Linked DNA regions of Hordeum vulgare: region 2 is linked to region 1. The links are chromatin contacts, called in public Hi-C maps. All regions are on one chromosome and are shown on one strand. Each heading gives the region's core, a stretch centred on a gene start, on an enhancer-like site or on the middle of the called end of the contact. The rest is flanking DNA. Distances are from core to core; before and after follow the strand shown. Region 1 holds the start of LOC123425469 (zinc finger protein 7-like). Region 2 holds the start of LOC123425475 (aspartic proteinase 36-like).

Evidence for each region. Hi-C and Micro-C count contacts between places; a contact is called where the count stands out from the background.
Region 2: a Hi-C map of seedling shows a contact between it and region 1, with 4 times the contacts expected there. The contact joins the promoter of LOC123425475 here to the promoter of LOC123425469 in region 1. A contact is called at or near these places in 2 of 6 Hi-C or Micro-C datasets (leaf and seedling).

The regions. Positions count from the first base shown.
Region 1 is chr2H:120,302,144-120,308,692 of MorexV3_pseudomolecules_assembly, reverse strand. LOC123425469 (zinc finger protein 7-like) reads left to right here and starts at 1,960. Exons shown (of 1, transcript XM_045109173.1): 1 at 1,960-3,651. The coding sequence starts at 3,067. The coding sequence ends at 3,606. LOC123425470 (zinc finger SWIM domain-containing protein 7) reads right to left here. Exons shown (of 5, transcript XM_045109174.1): 2 at 6,386-6,549; 3 at 6,170-6,275; 4 at 5,951-6,058; 5 at 5,269-5,758. The coding sequence starts at 6,468. The coding sequence ends at 5,657.
Region 2 is chr2H:120,982,888-120,990,105 of MorexV3_pseudomolecules_assembly, reverse strand. It overlaps LOC123425475 (aspartic proteinase 36-like), which reads right to left and starts at 1,955. Exons shown (of 12, transcript XM_045109178.1): 1 at 1,563-1,955; 2 at 1,342-1,462. The coding sequence starts at 1,819.

The DNA.
Region 1 (6,549 bases), core at 711-3,210:
CACCAAAGTGATGTAACGGCACAGGAAAAGGGATCCGCCGCTAGTCGCACGGATCAATGCAGATAAACGAAAACCTGACGCAACATGGGAGTTCCTATTTGCTGCGTTTTGCGGCAAATAGATGTGTCATCGCACAAGGTGTGCTCAACTGGGCTGGACCATTGCGATGCACCGCGAACCCATGTGAAAAATCACAAAAACAGGTTGGTTGATCGCGCTTCGTGGGAATCGAACCTGGGTCACCAAGTCAAGTGCGCTTGCTGCTAGCCACTATGACCGAAGAATTCTCAAAGCAGAAATACATCGCAAGAGTTAAAATAGCATTAGCGGGCGTACCACTATTTGAAACATTCCCGAACAATATTTCAAAATCTGAGTAATTTTCTGGACTTACGACCAATTTTTGGCAAACCCAAACAATTTTCTGAAATGGCGAACATATTCTGAATTTTCTGAACTTTTTTCGTAAACATGAACATATTTTGAATTTGTGACCAAAAGCTCAAAATGGGAACAATTTTTAAAATCTCAAACATATTTAAATTTTTTTAGAACATATTTCGATATAAAGAACAAATTCCCAAACAAATTAATGGATTTTTTTGAAAAGCGAGCATTTCTTATAATAAGGGAATATTTTCGTAAAATCTCCCAAAAATAGAAAACATGATTTTTTTAAATCAGAACATTTTTCAAATTCGAAAACAATTTTTGGTTACGCGAACATTTTTTCAAAAGCAAAACATTTTTCAAATTTTAAAAACAATTTTTGGAAACGCACACATTTTTGAAAAATGGAAATATTTTTTAAACTCCTAAACAAAACTTGAAAACATGAACAATTTCTGAATCTATGAACAATTTTTGAAAAATAAAACAAATTTATGAAAAATGCGAACATATTTTGAAAATGTGTTTTTTAAATTTGTGAACAAAAATTGAAAAAAGGGAACATTTTTTGTAAAATGCGACCAATTTTTTGTATTTGTGAACATTTTTTGATTGAGGCATTTTTTCGATAATCTGAACAATTTCTGAATCTATGAACAATTTTGATAAAGCAATCAAATTTATGGAAAACACGAACACATTTTGAAAATAAGAACATTTTTAAATTTGTGAACAAAAATTGGAAACGGGAGCATTGTTTGTAAAGTGCGACTAATTTTCTGTATTTGTGAAATTTTTTTGAATGGGAACAGTTTTTTGAAAATCTGAAAAAATTCCGAATCTATGAACAATTTTTGAATGGGGACAGTTTTTTGAAAATCTGAAAAAATTCCGAATCTATGAACAATTTTTTAAAAGCAAACAAATCTATGAAAAATGCAAACGTATTTTGAAAATATGAAGATTTTTTGGAATTCTTGAACATTTATTGAGACACGAATAAAATTTAGAAAATGCAAAAAAATTTAGAAAAAGAAAAATAATTTTGAGAAATAAATAAGCAGGAAAAGAAAAAAAAAGAAAATACAAAAGAGAAACAGAACAGAGAAAAGTACAGCTCAGGAAGAAACTTCTAGAATGTTCCTAAAACCAGTAGTAATACTGTGCAGACAAAAAAATCGCTAGTAATTGGCCTGGCCCACTGCATCGATCGCTCGTGCCACCCTGTGCGTGGCGTCGATATTACGATGCAGTGAGCAGCGTATAGGATTTTCCGCCCAACACTGCAGAAGGAGATGAGGTATGAGGCAGAGCGAACCGGGACGAGAGCGACGTGCGACTCGTACGACACAGACCGGCACGCGACCAGGCCGTCATCCCACCTGCCCACCCGGGGTTTTGAAGAATTCTTCTCAGCGTGGAACAAAACGAATCCTGTTGCGTCGGCGCAGCGCTCCTACTCCCAACCCCCTCCCTACCCCGCCCGCCGGATCAGGCTGCCAGAGTCACCAATCCACCAGGCGCAATCAGCATCCAACCTCAAATCCCTCCCCTCACCGTGACCCGAGAGAAAGCAGCGGTCCATTCCAATGGATCATAATCATATAGCCCCAGTTGTCTCCCAGACGAGCAGTCAAAACTCAAAAGTGCTCCTCCATGTATCACTATACAGGAATAAATAAGCACAATCATTATGCTGTGAGTGGATCATGACCATCCACTTGTTCCCGGGCAAAAAGCTTCTGTGTGTTCACCTCGGGGATCGCCCAGCGCTCATGCCCAAGAGTGGCGGATGCACTCAAGCTGAAGCCATTTCGGAGCCGCTGATGTAGGCTGAGCTTTAGGATTAGAGAACGCCAGGCGCCGTCCATGCCTGAGCCTCAAGCGACAAAAAGAGAGAACGTGCATGAGATAAGATCAATGATGACCTCAAATCAAAAAAAAAAAAAAGCAACAACTACGTTTGCACAAATAAATAATACAATAGGCCGTAGCACTTTTAACCGAGAGTGCTATATTGCCAATCAAACAAATGGACTGGAAAGGGTTCGTATTAAATTGGGTTAATCCACGCAAACTTCATTATTGACGCTGAGCAAAGTCTAGCAGCGAAAAGAAGAAGACAATTTCGCCGTTCGACCGCACCGGAGTTTTTAAGTCATGAGACTTCCTTTTCCACATACATTTCTAAACTAATCATGGTAAGGAAATATACAAACATGAACAGCGGATTCCTAGATGACAGGTGAGAGAATTAGAAAACAGCCAATCATATGAGGTTATTGAACTATACCTGATAGAAATGTACTGCAACATTGGTACCTAAAATAGGCACATACCTGATGAGGAAAGAGCAAGACAAGCAACTGAAGCTTCTCGTGAACAGATAGATAGAGTAGTATACATGAAAGACAAACCTTATTATGGAATAATAATAACAAAAGCCAACGAGCTGACCACCGCTACATGGATACTGGTACGTAAGCAAACTAGGAAATAGATAGGTATGCAAACTAGCATATCCTGATCCACTTTAAGCTCCTGGAAACTTTTGCCTTTTCCCCTGAATTATTGCCACTTGCAGACCCCTGCCCCTTTTTATAGCAAACTAGAGGACTGCCATAATAACACAAACCTTGAGCAATCCTCTATTGCACCACTACCAACAAAGAAACAATGAAGAGAGCACCTGAAGCACAAGAGCGGAAATTAGGTAATCAAGGTGATGAAGCTGGTCGCGCCGATGATAATACTCCGACGCCATGGCTAAAGCTGGGGATTGATGCATTGAGAAGTGAAGCAGCTAAGCCTCCAGAGGCCAAATCTGTGGCCACCCCTCAACGGACGTTCTCCTGCAACTACTGCCTGAGGAAGTTCTTCAGCTCGCAGGCCCTTGGCGGGCACCAGAACGCACACAAGAAGGAAAGGTGTGCAGCTAGGAGATCGCGAAGCTTTCAGCAACTGATGCTACGCTTTCCTCCAACTGCTTCCTTCATCCAACCTATGAGGGCCAGCCCCCACTCCACAATTCTGACTGCGCAAGGTGAAAGGGCCGCTGTTGTGGTTGCAAGGTTTCACGACGGCCAAGTGAGAAACAGGATGCCTTTTGCAGTAGAGGAAGCTACCTATTTGGTGTGGCCTGGGAGCTTCAAAACAAGTCTTCAGGAGCCCATGAAGCAGCAAGAGGAAAATATTGATTTGAGCCTGCATTTGTAATTTGTAATCCATGATTCCATGTATAAACATTTTCTGCGAAGTCAATATTTTGCATCATCTTTTGAGGCGAGGGAATAAGATTCCAAACTTGTACCCACAGTTGCAGGTGAGTTCTCGGACAAGTTTGAAAAATAGAAAACAATAATCTATGTGTGATACCTGGTAAAGAGAACAGGTTTAAACTTGAGTGATCTTCAATCTAGTTGCTAGGAAGTAGGAACTATACATACAATCCACCGATCAGTGTTAAGCTATAATTGACAACAACAACAACAACAACAACAACAACAACAACAACAAAGCCTTTAGTCCCAAACAAGTTGGGGTAGGCTATAATTGAGATCAGAAAAAAAAAAAACTTTAGTCTACACCATCGTGGTGATTAGTGTTGCTCTAAGGACTCCAATTCAAATTTGTGTGCCTCACTTCATCACCAAACGTTGTTTCAAAAGATAAACTACATGCAACACATTTTCTGCTTCATCAAAAGTCTTAAACATTTTTATGCATTGGAAGTTTGTTGGCAACCATGAATGCTCTGGACTTTGGAGCTTATCAAACAAGCCCAGTTGTATTGAACTATCATCATATAAAAGCTAACTGCTGACCCCTTATAGATTGCATTTGCATATCTCAGGTCGTACATGTGAATACATGTATTCTTGTCAAAGACAGGATCTTAATTGGTTCACAAGTGTGCATGAATACAAGCAAAGTAATGTGGAAGAATCAGAAGAAAATAATAATACATTGAGACATCAATGGATGCATACATGGAAAAAACAAAAGTCCATTATTTTAATGCTGAAGGCAAGTGCACAGCATAGGAATCTTCTTGTGGAAGCATAAAAACAAGCAAGGGGATAGAGAAAAGGTGAGAATGTGAGATGCCAAAAGAAATATTTAAAAATGGAAACACTGGGTGACCACAACTATTGGCTACAATGTATACTGCAAACTTCCATGAGAACACTTCCAACGATTACACTGTATATGCAGAAATTGTTGGCTCACAAAATCATTGGAGACTAATGTCTCCGAAATACATCACATATCCTTCTGGAAAGCCACCTCGGTAAGACTATTTTGATGTTATATGATTTTCAGTAGGCTCTCTCATTAATGATATACTACAAAGCTAGAAGTTTGCAGTGTTATTGTCTTCAATGTTTAAAATTCAGTAGTCTTATATATAGATAAACCACCACATTCTTTTATTTAATAATAATCATCAGTATTAGTTATGCTGGTTTTTAAAGGTGTAATATTCACCAAATTTGAAAAAAAAACTTCCAAGTATTAAGCTAAGGGCATCATCTTCTCACCAAATAAACCGAAGGTACTCAGATACAGTGAAACATGTGGTCCAGGAACTAGCCAGTCAGGTATATTAGCATTCATATCTGAGATATTATTATCATGATGCTCTCTTGCAAAATTAACTATGCTTTACGGTAGTATACTGGAATATACCAATTACTGTAGTATGCCAGAACCCTAAAGTTCAAATATCAGGAACCCTGTAACCATACATTCATTGTTCATCATATCATGATTCCTGCTATCCAAGCATCACTATACAAAAGCATCATAGGAAAAGAGGATTATCTTGTGAAAATATTGTACTAATGTGTTAAAGGACTGCAAGAGGCTAACTCGATATGAAAGAAAAACTATTCATCTCAATTCATTGATCAGTTCACATAACTAAATAATTTCACGGTCTCATACATGTCTCCTCATTCTTATAATCTAATGCAATGAAAAAGAAGGTGATGCTGGTTTCTTGAAAAGAGAGACAAGGTGATAAAAATTTAACGGTGCAGATTTTACCACAGCTTCTTTGACACCCTTTTCCTATCTCTATACACACAATCCATGTGGCATAACATTGCAGCCAAAGGATTCCCAAGCCTTTATAGCACTCAGGAAGACCTTACCAAGATGATCATTGAGCTAAATTCAGTCTTTTAGAACGGCACAGGCGAGGCAACCCCCAACAAGACAGTCATTCATAAATGTATTGTGCATTACTGAAATATTCAAGCAGTCAGAGCTTAGCAAGCATGTGAGCGAGCTCCTCATCAGTCACCTCCATCTCCTGCTGTTTGCCGACAGCTTCTGCAAGCCGCGCTGCCAACTGGTGCTTACACTGGAAAGACAAAAACAACAACCCAATATCAAAATAAGATTTCCAGTAGCCAAGAGCTGCTACCAATTGCAGCTGCAACAGCCCAATGCTTATTTTATTTTGGATTCCAAATACATCCATTAGTCTAACCGAGAATTTCACGAAGACTCGGTGAGTAATATGGCCGGACGAAGTAACAGAGACGGCACTTACGCAGAGCTGGTCGCCGCGGCCGACGATGTCATAGAAGAAGGAGTAGCAGGTGCAGAGGTGCTCCGGGAAGCAGATGTACTCCTCCTTCCTCTTGGACTCCCCCATCACCTGCAGCGCCAAACCAAAACAAGCCGTCGTCAACCGACGGATCGCCTGCTAGTTCGGTGGCCACAACACGAGCACCCCGTGGGAGCCGAAAGGTAAGGCGCGGGAGCCGACCAGGAAGAGCGAGCGGCCGCTGGGCGCGCCGGTGACGCGGCGGACGCCGCCCTCGTCGAGGATCTTGCAGGCGCGCAGCATGTTCTTGTCGAACAGGTGGTCGAGGCTGCACGCACACCAGAACCCGGTCAGGCGCCCGAGACGGCGAGGCGTGCACTCTCGAATAACAACCGAGCAAGACGGGCGGTGCCGGCCGGCATGTTTGGATTCACTTACATGGACAGGTGCTCGTCGGTGGCGTGCCCCGCGGCCTTGATCTGCGCCCACACGTCGTCGGCCACGGCGAGGGCGACGGACATCGGGCGGCGGTTGCTGTGGGTCACTCTCACTGGACTGGTGGGTCGCGCGCGCAAGCCGTTTGATATTTTGCCGCAGCGGAG
Region 2 (7,218 bases), core at 706-3,205, 680 kb before region 1:
ATGTATTTTGAATTATAAAAATAGGCCAAAAACAAAATCATCTCCACACCAGTACTACACGAATGTCTTCAACAATGTTTGGTGATTCAGTAAGCAAAACACAATATAGAATACTAAATGTGATGGTACAACAATGATGGCAATTGCTAAATCATGGTCCATCATTATATTGCTTCAGTTGCATCAAGATGGTTACCGCAAATCAAATTTATTTATGAATTTGGTTTGTTGAAACTATACAGACCAGTAACCAGCAGTAGTCATAAAGTCTTAACTCTTTTTGCCTCCAGTGTTCATATTTTTAACATGTTACTTTGACCACAAGATATTGGCAGTATAAGACTTCAAATGCCACATCTCGGTTTGTATATGTTTCTCTTTACATCCCACTTACTCCCCTTTATGTTAGCTGACATCTATGCATCTCACTTATGTCCCTTTACACTGGCTGACAATGACATTACCAATGGAATTTTCAAACTGCGAGTTATACAAGACGAGCAATAGATGCATCTTCTTGGATTTGGCTATAGAATGTAGTAAAAACTGAAAATATATGACAAGGACGGGAAGCATTTTGTTCCGCATTCAGATAATCAGCACAGATTATAAAAACAGCAATACTAGATCTAGAACTGGGAATGGGATTGGTATAGTAACTAAACAGGTAACAAGACAAAAAAAATGGTGCTACAAACACATTGGCATGACCAAGCAAAACACCTGCCAAATGCATTGTCTGCCAATTGTTGGCAAGGGAAATGGGACCAAGAACATAGAGAAATTTAAGAGGAGTTGGCTAACACTTATTTAGGACTAATTATACCAAAGCCACAAGGTTTGGCAATCCAATGGAGCAACTTTTTGCTGAAACAATGTCCACGAAACAAAAGCCAAGTTTTGTTGGCTATTACCAAGATAAGCATGGTATTCACTCAGGAATACCGAACACGGTGTTAATTTGAGTCATCAATGATTTACAGAAAGCATATAATTTAGTATGCCTCGGTTTTACTACTCACTGCAGGCTGAGGAGGTGTCCTTAGTCCACCTACAATCTAGTACTCTACTCACAGGACATAACTAAACTTGAATTTCCTGATCTATCGACAAATTACGTGCCGAGTTATGCGAACTAAGAACGCTAAATAACGATGCATGCAAAGTAGCATTACAAACATGTATTCAGCTGTGAAACCACATAATCAATTAGCTAGCTTCAATGGTTCACACCTAGAGTTTCAGGCGTGGGTACCAAAATGTCCATCCAAATTAATCTAATCATCGCACAAAGTTTCTGAGCTGGTAGCTGAGCACAGGAGCAGAGGAATCAGGGCCCACCTGGTGGTTGCCACACTGCTCGCAGGAGGCGCAGGGCACGTAGGTGACGGTGCTCCCGGAGTCGACGATCAGCGCGAACTCCTGCGGGGGCGTCCCGATGTGCAGCCGCGTCGTGTAATACCTATAACCAATACGAAGACAATCCGCGAGCCTCAGATCCAACGGAGCATCCAGCGAATTCGGCGGGAAGGAAACGAGGGAGGAATCCGAACTGTACAGACCCGTTGGTGAGGAGATCGTCGTGGAGGCGCATGCGGGCGCTGGGGCGGCCTCCTTCGGCGAGCCCTCTCCTGGACCTGGACGACGCGACCCGGCTCGCGTTGGGGTAGGAGAGCGTGAGCGGGAGCACCAGCGGCGGCCGCGAGGGGGCGGCTCGGTCGGGGGATCCAGCCGCGGCGGCGGCGACGGCGAGGAGGAAGAGGGCCAGGGCGAGGGCTGGCAGCGAGCCGAGCGGACGACGCCAGCCGCGGCTCGCCATGGTCGGTCGCGCCGCGCGAGGAATGGGGGAGGGTCGAGGTCGTTGTGCCGAGGGGGGGCGGGCGGGCGACGAGGCCCGGGCCGAGGCCGAGGCGACGACTTGTTAGAGGAAGGGGGAGGGGCAATGTCGGAAATTCGCGGTTTACGCGAGCCGCCCGGGTCGGATAATATTCGTTAACGCCTACCAATGGAGAATGCATCGCAGGGCCCACAGGCCAGTGGAGGAAAATGGCCCGTGGTCCTGCCTGACGGCTGGGGTACGTGCACCTGGGGCCCCTCGGACGGGGGCTCTGGCATGCGACTGGATAAAGATTCGTAGCTGTGTATTTTTCCAGTGAGATTGGAGTGTGGAAGGGGAACGGGAGGAGCTGACAAGTGACAAGGGGAAGAACGGGAAGAACTTGTTGTACTCCCTCCATTTACTTATAAGTCACTATGAATTTATTTATTTTATTTATATAAGGCCACCAACAATAATCAAGACAAACATTAATGACTTTTCTCGTACTAACAACTTATTTAATTCTACATGCATGTAGTTATAATAATAATTAGTTACTTTCTCCACTCAGTTTGCTTGCATGCATGCACTATATTAATGATTAATGATCATAATAAATAAAAACAAAAGCTATCTTTAAAATTTTGTACTTACCTAGGTACGTCTAATATAAGTTTGTGGCCTTGTATATAAAAATGGAGGAAATAACATTGATTTGGGATGCCTTGACATAACTGTAAATATTTTGGGCTCAAACCTTAGTTTCAGGTTGGATTTGCTATTGGACTATATTGGGTTGATTTAAATAGTCCGAGAATCTAAAGCAAACTAGTTTGGCTTGGGTTTGATCAACAATTGGATTGGATTGGTTTAATCTGGACACAAACCATTCGGTCTCAAATGATTTCAGTCCATGAACAAAATCCAGTCTCTCAACCAAATTTATAGGAAGACCAGCTACCATATGCACGTACGTACCTCGATCCATTCCATCCATCAAGCCGCTGAGCATGAGCGGCCTGTCCGGGATCCCGGCGGTGTACATCTAGTTGGTGAAGGAGCATTAGGGCCCGAGCAACATATTCGACGGCAAGCTGGCCTCACGTCTCTTTGCAGTTTCCAATCGTTGACGTGGGCGGTTTCGACACCTTCAACCAGGCCTTGCGCATGCGTGGTCGCCGTACGCGAGACCGCGGCTGACTGGGGCATCATGCACGCGGCAGGCAGTAGGCGTGGAGTCGCACACGGACGTCAACACACCAACTTCTCGTATCCACAGTTTGGAATTGTGGGTTGAATCCAAAAGGGGGAAATAGTTTGGATGGGTTTGGACGAAAATTCCAAATAATGGCATGGATCCTAGTTGTAAACTTTTTGGGTTGGATTGATTTGGAATAAAGACCTAGACTTGTTTAGTTTGGGTTGGATTCAATATGGGTTTGAAACTATTCACAAGTCTATGCCTTGGGCATCTTTAAGCTTGAACTTTCGTATCTCGTTCAATCCTCTCATATCTTGATTTCATCTAAGTCGCAAAAACTTCATCTGCACAAATTTTCAAAAAAAAAAACTCATGAGATCGGTTAGTACATATAAGAATAAATCAACGCTTCATGTACTGCCAACACAAGTTGCATAATAATTTTCAAATATTAGATATTGTATACTATAATCTTCACAATTTATATCTATCAATATAAGTCATGAAAACTCTACGGTAAGTATATACCAAAACTATGGCAGCAATCTGTCCAAACAGAGCAGTGGGTAGCAATTTGTTTAAAAAGTGTACTTCTATATCTTCAAAATTTATGAATTTTTGGGACATGATAAAGAACTTATATGACATTACTCTGTAAAAATTTCTGAAACTTTTCATGTTCCAGTAAAATCAAGAAAATTCTGCATTAAACATAGAAGTTTCTGTTTTTAAACAGAATCAAGCAAACAAGTATCCACACTATCTCAAAGATTTTACTTGAAACCTTACTGAAACTAGATGATGCCCCGCGCGTTGCTGTGGAAGCATTGCTAAAATACGGATAAATAATTGTTATAAAAATAAAAAACTAATGAAAAGCGAATGTAAGCTTAAAAACAATAAAATACAAAGCGTATAAAAAGAAAGTGAAAAATATAGTTAAAATGTAACTTTTAACAAAATATGGAGGATGAACTCTAATGCAAAAAACTACTTATGACTAATATGCACGGATGGATGATGTGGCACCATTGCATGCGTAGAGTAATAAAAGATGTTATTTATATCTTGCGTGCATACTTGCTTATATGTCATGGTTGCAAGACTAGAAAAATTAGATAGTGGGTTATAGCTATTTAGTAATAGAGGATAAAAGACAGAAAACATGATTACTACAGTAGTTTAATCATGTGAACATACAAAAATAGAAAGTAAAATTGTTGAGTTGTCTCCCAACAAGCACATTTCTTTAACGCCTTTTAGGTAGGCGCCATGATTTCAACTATGCTCACATAGAAGATAGTAATTTAAACATGCAAGAGAGCACCATAAATCACATGCCAAACACATATAAGTCTAACCCACTTCCTCATAGGAATTTTGTAATCAAACAACTTATTGTAGCAAGAATCAACTTGCATAGAAGGGTCGGTCCGGAGATTTTGGGGGCGAAACTAGAACCCGGGGCCCCTTAATATAAACCCATCTTTGGACATTTTAGACCTCACAATGGTTTTACATAATTATGTTGATATCTTAAAGATGCATATGCTTCTTATAGTATGAAAAAACAAAGGCAGCAATGCATACCTAGAACAACATGAGCGCCTCTTGTGCCTCCTTATACATATTCTTCTTGATAAGTTTTTCTTTTTGCTTTTTGATGAAGCAGTAGATCCATCTGTAGGATTGAAAGTATGTCTAGACGGGGGTGATTAGACTACTTGACAAGATAAAAATGTTGCCTTTTCCAATTTTACTTGAGAGGCAGCTACAATAATTATAACAGGTCAAGTACACCCTACATGCAATTATAATAGTATAGCAGCGGAAAGTAAAACATGCAAGTGTAAAGTAGAGGAGTAAGGTAGGGAGATCAAACGCATGAGGTTGACATGGCGATTTTTGGCATGCTTTTGAAAGGTGGCGCTATCGTACGTCCATGTTAATGGAGGCTTCAACCCACGGAGGGTAACGGCTACGAGAGTCTATGGAGGGTCCACAAAGAAGCCGCCTTGTCTATTCCACCACGGCTTCCGTCCACGGAGGACTAGCCTTACTCATAGAAGATCTTCACGAAATAGGCGATCTCCTTGCCCTTACAAATATCTTGGTTCAACTCCACAACACGAAGTAGGAGACTCCCAAGAGACACCTAACCAATCTAGGAGGCACCACCCTCCAAAAAGTAATAGATGTCGTAGATCAATGAACTCCTTGCTCTTGTGCTTCTAAAGATAGTCTCCTCAACACAAATCACTCTCTCACAGAATATGCATGGATAGGAGAGGTTGATTTGGTGGAAAGCAGTTTGGGGAGGCTAGAGACCAAGTTTCAAATGATAGGATTGGAATATCTTGGTCTCAAAACATGAGTAGGTCTCTCGGAAAATGGATCTGACAATGAAGTGTGTGTTCTGATTGCTTCTCCCACGAATGAGAGGTGGGTGAAGGGGTATATATAGGCAGTTGCCAAAATCCAACCGTTACACACAAAAGGCCAAACTCGGCGACACCGAAGTTGAAAACTCGGTGGTATAGATTAGCACAAAGGTGTGAACTTTTGAATCTCGGTGAAACCGATATATGAAACTCGATGTCACCGAAAAGGTGACTAACGGTCAGATGGAAAAACTCGATGGCATCGATACTCAAACTCAGAAATTCCGATTTTGTGTATCTTGGCAACAGAATGTTGGTCACACTGAACCCGGTTGCACCGATTTAATGGGAATGGCTAGTGTTTCTGTCTTAGGTCAAACTCGGTGGGTTTGATATGGAAATGTTAGTGACACCAAATTTGTGTATGTGGATCTTGACAGAGTGGATATGTGGACAAAATGACTGGGTGTTTTGGTGGCTAACTTTGAGCATTTGAGCAATCAGTTCATTTTACTACATCACCCCCTTTTAATAGTATTGGCTTTCCTATGAACTCAAAAGTGGTTTCTCACAAATATAAAATGAAGAGTCTTCTAGCTTGAAGCTTGAGCCAACATTTTTCCTTTCTTGAATCCAGGGGCATCTCCACATAAACCTTAAGCCATAACATTTCTTGAACTTTTTCTGAAATATACTTGTAAAACATATTAGTCCAATGATACATATGTTGTGATCAATTATCAAAATCACCCTAGGGAGCAATTGTGCTTTCACCATGTCATATATAATGAGGAAATTGAGTCAAATTTCATTAATCAATGAGAAAAATACTTGAATAGAAAATTCAATAAATTCACTAACATCATGTCAACTTTTATCCTCAAGATCAAAGATGATTTTTCTATGTAGAAGAACCATATGAATGGCTTTGAGATAATGTTTTTGGAGCATCAGTGCAAAATCAAAAATAATATTATCCGGTTAAACAAACGAGTTCATAGAGAATTTGACACAACTTAGTGGTTACTCCCACTTTAGTAGACGTCATCCCATGCTCATAATTTTCAAAATCAAACAACAACATCATGGCTCCTAATTTTCGGATGTAAAACGTAGATCATGTTCATAGGGACTACAGTTTATTTTTGCCGGTAGCAAGGAAGACTGTAAATCTCAAAATCCAAACATTTGATAGAGGATTCGATCCAGCACCTGAAGACCAGCCTACTGGCGTCCTCCTCCGTCGTTGCCCTATGACACTGGCGGCTGCGGCGATTAGGGAATAAGACGTGTGCGTTTTATCTGTTTATTCAATCAGTAATGAAGGGTTTCGGGAACAACGAACAACCGTCAAGGCCGCCCGTGTGTGCAGGGCCAGGGCCAGTATAATGTTTTTTTATCTTTAATCTTGAGGTTAGCCGGCCAGGTCGAGTATAATGATTTTTTCCGCAATAATGCTAGACATACAAAAACTTAAAAATGTTTACTTAACCTTCCAAACTAACTCTTCTCTTCCTCTGATTTTTAGTGGGGGTGGGGCCCCTCATCCCTCAATTACCAATCACAATCTTATACATCAGTTTGTACGTAAAATCTTTACGTAAGCCTTTGTAGGTGTAGCATTACTCTTTTTTCCGTCAGGATCGCATGAAAACAGCAAAACGTACGTACCTCAGGTGCAAGACTGGACACATAGTAGCAGACATTCAACTAAGAAAAGAGGAACAAAATTGACCCAAAGACATCTAACCAACGCCATCTTTTGAGTCGTCACCACCACACTTCCAGTTGAACGCCAAAGAGAAAAGGGAGGACAT